Regions from separate parts of the Callithrix jacchus genome. Here region 2 is linked to region 1. A link is a contact called in public Hi-C data. All regions are on one chromosome and are shown on one strand. Each heading gives the region's core, a stretch centred on a gene start, on an enhancer-like site or on the middle of the called end of the contact. The rest is flanking DNA. Distances are from core to core; before and after follow the strand shown.

Region 1 (3,348 bases), core at 432-2,931:
AAGGCCCCATGAACGCAGCTTAAGTAATTATTAAAAATCTGTCAATCTTGTTTCATTGAAACCTACCCACTTTAAAACATTTTAATGGAAATCCCAGATAATCATGTCACTTCATTCATAGATACTTTGAATACATCCATATACACCACTGACAGACAAGAACTTTACATTTTCTTAAAGGAAAAACAACAAACTCCTTCAATAGTTCTTCACATGTACCATTATGCACAATGTATTTCTAGCGTAAGCTGACAAACCCAATCCATTTTCATCTTCTTTATACCTACTTAACATTAATACAAAGCAGTGTATCATGACAGAAATGATAGCCCCAAAGGCTATGAAATAAATTTAGGTTTCACATGTAAAAAATCACAATAGAATCCTAAATTAGGTTTCTTAACAAGTAGCCCATTCTCAATGCAACTGCTCTACCTATGTATTCAAGTTCAATGAGTTCATATATGCACAAGAACGTATAGCACATGAAAATCTCCAGCACACAGAACAGTGCCCGGCATATAGTAGATGCTCAAGAAATGTTTGCTAATTAAAATTAGAGCCTGGAAAATGCCAGTAGTAAAAATTCCCAAAACCGACTTGGAGGGTTGTTTCAGGAACAAAGCAATTATGCTACAACTAATCTGTACTATTTCCCTCAAATAGTTTTAAATGCTGCCACTCAATAGTAGTTTAAGTACAATACCACTAGGTGTCAGACGTGAATCAAAATTTTCTGGCATTATGAACTACTCAGGCAAGACAGACTGTGGATAGGGGTTATTCATTCAACAAATATTTACCAGGCTCTCACAAATGTGCCAGGCGTTGATTATCCTACAATGAACAAAGAATCCTGGTATATGCCTTCTGAAGTATTTGAAGTTCATGTAGCTTTGGGTTTTTTTCCCTAACATGTCACACAGTTCACAAACAATATTATCACATCTAGATTCATAGCCCTATTATTCCTGTTATGCTAGAATTGAATTTGTCTGCAGACTCAGAAAAATGTGTTATGGTACTCTAACCAACTATCTTTCTATCTCACTTTATCACCTCTCAATCCTTTAACCAATTAACCTCACTTGACTTGATCGAGACCTTCCATTCCCTTTGGCCTTCTCCATTCTTGTAAACTATCAGTCTCCCTCCAGAAATTACTTTCATGCTTGCTTCAGCAACACGTGTACTAAAAATGAAACAAAAATTTCTTTTTTTCCTATTAAGATTACCCATGGATCAGTATTTCAACAAAATTCACCAGCACCATCAACTTACTTTCCCCTTAACCTTTCAAAGCATTTGGTTTGCCAATCTCTAACTATGGAGAATTCCAAAATACACCTGCTCTGTTCTTGTTCTTGGCCTGCTACTACAGCTGAATAAAACTGCATAACAACCACTGATTTACAATTTCCAAGTTCAGTTCAGTTCTTGACACTGCTCAGAAGTCTCTTGCTTGCATTTTAATTCCTGCTCCTTCAGGGTTGCTGTTTCAAACTTCTAGTAACCTTCTTTTTTATTTTTTTATTTTTACAAAGACAAGGTCTTGCTATGCTGACCAGGCTGATCCCAAACTGACTTCAAGGGATCCTCCTGCCTCGGCCTCCCACTCAAAGTGCTGGGATAAAAGGCATGAGTCACCACACCCTGCCACAATACCCTCTTTAACTTGCTGTTCCATGCTGATTTCCTCACACTAGTTGGATAACCTTGCCTCCCAGTTCACTCAACTGCTGTATCCTCAACTTTTTTTTCTTTGCCTGTCCTCATTTCCTTTGTCCTATTTCAAGTAGGAATTTAGTCATCAGCCTCCTTCAGGACCTTGCCCCCATAATTATCCCTTCTCACATGTAAAACTTCATGTGGGACAATCTCTATTCTTACCTCCAAATCTCATGGATATACAAAAGATTCCCAAACTTAAAACAACAAAGTTCTCTCCACCCTTCCACATAGCTTCATCTCTATCCCTTGTTTTTCACACTTCTCACAAATGTAGTGTATACTCACCTTCAGTTGCCTCTAATTCAGGGTTTCTTAGAAATTAACAAATATCTCCTGCGGGGCAAAATCACCAACTACCCTACCCTGACCTGGTCACAGTTGGATGCTCTAATGTTTATGTTTTACCCACTCCTACTTGTCTTCCTCCTCCCTTCCGTCCACTGCACTGAAACTGTTCTCAGTAACTTTACCAATCCGCCATTTGTCAGGTCCAGTCCAACTGTACCTCTTTAGTCTAAATCCTCATGAATTCTCTATGACAAAGGACAAGTTTTCCACTCCGTGCCCCACTTAAAATTATCGCCTCCTAATAAGCAAATTACCAACTATTCCTGGTTGTCCTCAGAACTTTCCACTACTTATTCTCAGATTTCCTGATTCTTCTTTCTCTGACCATTTCTTAGAGTCCTATCTTTATTCTACATGTCTTTATGCTCTGTGTATGGTTTCATTTATGCTTAAGACTTAATTATAATGTATAAAATGATGACTGTCAAATCTATTTTCAACCCCTTACCTCTTATTTAAGAACTCCAGACACAAATTTTCAACTAGATAGTAAACTCTCTACAGGCATCAGAAATACAACTTATCCCAAACTAAGCTCGTTTTTCCGGAGGAAGGAGAGATATATTTCACTTGGATGTCCTTCGATACTTCATTTAATGACACCTCCATCTAACCAGTCACTCAAGCCAGTAAAGCTAAGCATAATGCTCCAAAGCCATCTTTAACTGGAGACATACACTCCCATCCTCAAATCCTTCCACCAAATCTGGGCAAATGCAATTTCTAAATACCTCTGAAATCTGTTCTGGAATGCCGTTTCTCCTTCCTCCTGATAAAATGCTATTCATCTGTCAACAACCCAATGGATACCCCACCTGAGATCCCCTTTTCTGGTGGTTAAAACTCTGACTTCAAGAAGTTCCAGCAGGTGTAGTGGCTCACACCTGTAATCCCAGCACTTTGGGAGAGGCTGAGGTGGGTGGATCACTTGTGGTCAGGAGATCAAGACCAGTCTGGCCAACACGGCGAAACTTCATCGCTACTTAAAAAATATAAAAATTAGCAGGGTGTGGTGGTGCATGCCTGTAGTCTCAGCTACGCGGGAGGCTTAGGCAGGATAATTACTTGAACCCAGGAGGCAGAGGCTCCAGTGAGCCAAGACTGTGCTGCTATGCTCCAGACTGAGCGACAGAATGAGGGGCTCTGTCTCAGAGCGGGGGGAAAAAGATAGTTCCTAGTCTGGCGGTTGGTATTAGTATAAAATAATTACGTAAGTACAAAAATAAAGGCATATGCAGTTGTTGCAGGATCATGGCACAAGGAATCAGA
Region 2 (3,602 bases), core at 69-2,568, 320 kb after region 1:
CACCTGTAATCTCAGCACTTTGGGAGGCTGAGTGGGGCGGATCACTTGAGGTCAGGAATTCAAACCAGCCTGGGCAACATGGTGAAACCCTGTCTTTACTAAAAATACAAAAAATAGCCAGTCGTGGTGGTGCGTGTCTGTAGTCCCAGCTCTTCAGGAGGCGGAGGCACAAAAATCTCCTGAATCCAGGAGGCAGAGGTTACAGTGAGCCAAGATGGAGCCACCGCACTCTAGCCTGGGTTTCAGAGTGAGACTCCATCTCTAAATAAATAAATAGGAGTTGTCGTTGCTCGTTTTTCCTTTTCTGAATGTTTCCCACACCTGTTTTTAGATGACACTTTACTCCTAAGAGTTGGCTTTTCTACCTTCCATGTTCTTTGTTTTTTACCTGAAATATCTTGAATAAGATACTCAGAGTTAGCATTTCTACCTTTTATAATCTTCAGTTTTTACCTGAAATATGTTGAATATTTTGAAGTCTATATTTTTGTGGTCTTGTTAAAGACAAGCTCTTCCAAAACATTATAAAAAGAAATGCTTAAAATATACCAAGAATATCAGCTTTAAGAGGAAATTGACTTGGGACTCTGAGGTTCCTTTTTCCAAAAAAAGACAGGTGTAGCTCCTGGGCTGCTTAAGTGCTATGGAAGGCAGGCAGGGAAGTGCTGGGTACAGAAGAGTGGGGTCCCTGGTGAGGGCTCCATCCCCAGTCTGTGCCCATGGACCTAGGTGAGGACAGGCATTTCTGTTTTCCCGCCTAAATGTTGCATTTCCCAAGACCACCCTGGCCTGTCACTCCCCCATCCTGGGCCTATAAAATCCCCCGAGACCCTACCAGGCAGGCACACAAGTGACTGGCCGTCGAGAGGAACACATCGGTGGAAGAACGCACAGTGGAGGCCGTTGACAGGAGCACACCGATGGGCATCGGCATGCCTGCGGGCCATCGACCTGTGGAACAACGTGGTTTGGCCGGGGTAGTCAGAGGAGAGCTGGGGCCACTGAGCCGCCTGGCTCCAGGGAAAAACCATCTCCTTCTGGCTCCCCCCATCTACTGAGAGCTACTTCCACTCAATAAAACCTTGCACTCGGCGGCTGAGGCAGGAGCATCGCTCGAACCCGGGAAGCAGCAGTTGCGGTGAGCAGAGATAGCGCCCTTGTTCTCCAGCCAGGTCAACAAGAACGAAATTCCGTCTCAAAGCAAAACAAAACAAAACAAAAACCAAACCAAACCAAAACCCTCGCGGCCATTCTCCAAGCCCACATGTGATTCTTTCAGCACACCAAGGCAAGAATCCTGGGATACAGAAAGCCCTCTGGAAGCCCTCTGTCCTTGTGATAAAGCGGGGCTCTAACTGAGCTAACACAAGCCGCCTGTGGACAGCTAAACTAAAAGAGCGCCCTGAAACAAGCGCCCCCTGGGGCTTCAGGAGCCGTAAACACTCACCCACAGACAATGCTGTGGAGCCGGAGCCCCACAGCCTGCCCGTCTGCTTGCTCCCCCTAGAGGTATGAGTGGCGGAGCACCAATAAGTGAGCCACGCCCCTATCGCACGCCCTGCGAGGGGAATAAGGACTGACAGTGAAGCAATCAGCTGTGTTTTCTTCAGTTTAGTAAATGCGTTTGATTCCACTGTCCAGAGAAACCGAACTACTATGTTATTCCTTCTTCAAAAAATATTTGAGAATGTACTTGGTGCTAGGTATACTAGTCAATAAGGCAAAGTTTCTGTCTTCATGGAATTTGCATTCTATGGTGACTGACTCAACAAAAATAAAAATAGAACATGAAATAATATGTATGTGTTCTGAAGTAAAAAAAAAAGGATAGTGAGAGCAAAGAAAATAGTCAGGGCTATTTTAGATAAACAAGGAGGTTGGGGGAAAACTCTCTGAAAAAGCAGCAGTTGGGAGGAGGTATGCTAGTCAGTAAAATATTGACAAATATTCTGTTCTCCTTCTGGACACTTGGTAGGAAACTCTTCCCCATGTTGTCCTCATAAAGTAAAATGAGGCCATATGACCTGACTTGCTCAATGTCAGTGGAGGTGACCTCGGTCACTTCTGGATAGAAGCCTGAAGAACGAGTGGATGACTTGCTGTGTCTTTTCCTGTCTGGTCTAGTGGCAAACAATGTTTAGCTTTTCTGGGTCCTGAGAGAAGGACAACAAGAAGCAGAGCCTCTAACAACCCTCAAAGGGCATGTGGCGAAAGCAAACAATAACACTATGTTGCTTTAAGTTACTGAAGTTTGGGGGTTGTCATCACAGCGTAACTTAACCCATCCTGACTGAACAAGGGATAGAAATCCTAGATATAAATGTGTTCTGGAAGCTGCAGAGGACAATACAAATAAACTGACCAGTATTCTGGTCAGTTGGTGCAGTGAGGCAGGGCAACCCACTTCGGGAAACACCTCATTACAGCTTAGTACAATAATGGAGCCTCATCATGATGATTCTGCAGGATCACAAAAAGATTAAATTATATTTGGCATACTCTGTTTAAGAAAGAGAATGACTGGGCACAGGGGCTCATGCCTGTAACCCCAGTACTTTGAGACACCTAGGCAGGAGAATTTCTTGAGCCCAAAAGTTCAAGACCGGCCTGGGCAACATAGTGAGACTCCCATCTTTAAAAAAAATTAATTAATTTATTTTTTCACAAGGACTGACAGTGATTAATTTTTTTAAAAAAGGAATGGCATGATACAGTTCCTTAAAAAAATCACAAATGAGCCAAAGCTTTATTGATTTGAAATATTCCTATGGGCTGAATCACCAAAGGCTAATGCATACTGTTAATAAAATTGCATATATTATAATATATTCACTCCTTGTTCTTTTACTATGTGTCACATTTTGTGTCAAGTGGTCAATATACTTTATATTATTTAATTCTCTCTACAATCCTGTGATAAATGCAATGAACGGTTGGAAATCACAGTCACTAAGTGGCAGAGTTAGAATCTGAAATGGTGTCTTTACTACTATTGCTGAATACTTCATGTGATCATCTATCCTTGTTTGTTTCCAGAAATTGTTTCTCATGGTATGAATGGTATAAAATTCACTTGGAACTAAAACATGAGTTTACTCATTTTATAAAAATATGACATTGCCTTTAAAAGAATTTATTTACTATCTCACCTATCAATAATTCATCTTTTTTTAAATTTTGAGATAGAGTCCGCTCTGTCACCCAGGCTGGAATGCAGTGTTATGATCTTGGCTCACTGCAACCTCTGCATCCCGGGTTCTAGCAATTCTCCTGCCTCAGCCTCCTCAGTAGCTGGGACTATAGGCGCACACCACCATGTCTGGCTAATTTTTTTTTATTTTTATTTTTAGTGGAGATGGGGTTTCATCATGTTAGCCAGGATGGTCTTGATCTGACCTTTGATCTGCCTGCATAGGCCTCTCAAAGTGCTGGAATTACAGACATGAGCCACTGTGCCTGGCCAGATAATAGATCTTTAAAACTTAACTCTGATAAGAGAAAAGTAAATTGAATAAATCTTTAATGAGCACTGATTGCTTAGTCAGCAACACCAAAAGGACGTTAGGTGCACAGTTGTTTCATGGCTTGGTAAACAAACATAG

The links. Hi-C and Micro-C count contacts between places; a contact is called where the count stands out from the background.
Region 2: a Hi-C map of skeletal muscle shows a contact between it and region 1, with 7 times the contacts expected there. The contact joins two enhancer-like sites. A contact is called at or near these places in 2 of 3 Hi-C or Micro-C datasets (both in skeletal muscle).

What each region holds. Positions count from the first base shown.
Region 1 is chr7:25,044,565-25,047,912 of calJac240_pri, forward strand. All of the region lies in intron 3 of ARHGAP21 (Rho GTPase activating protein 21), which reads right to left. Among named protein-coding and RNA genes, the nearest start is that of ARHGAP21, 71 kb to the right of the region's middle. Within about 2 kb of position 1,682, at least 4 of the 16 cell types and tissues checked have an H3K27ac peak or open chromatin away from gene starts, as enhancers often do. A contact at or near this core is called in skeletal muscle, where this site is marked.
Region 2 is chr7:25,361,858-25,365,459 of calJac240_pri, forward strand. The region is part of intron 4 of ENKUR (enkurin, TRPC channel interacting protein); the gene reads right to left. Among named protein-coding and RNA genes, the nearest start is that of ENKUR, 21 kb to the right of the region's middle. Within about 2 kb of position 1,319, at least 4 of the 16 cell types and tissues checked have an H3K27ac peak or open chromatin away from gene starts, as enhancers often do. A contact at or near this core is called in skeletal muscle, where this site is marked.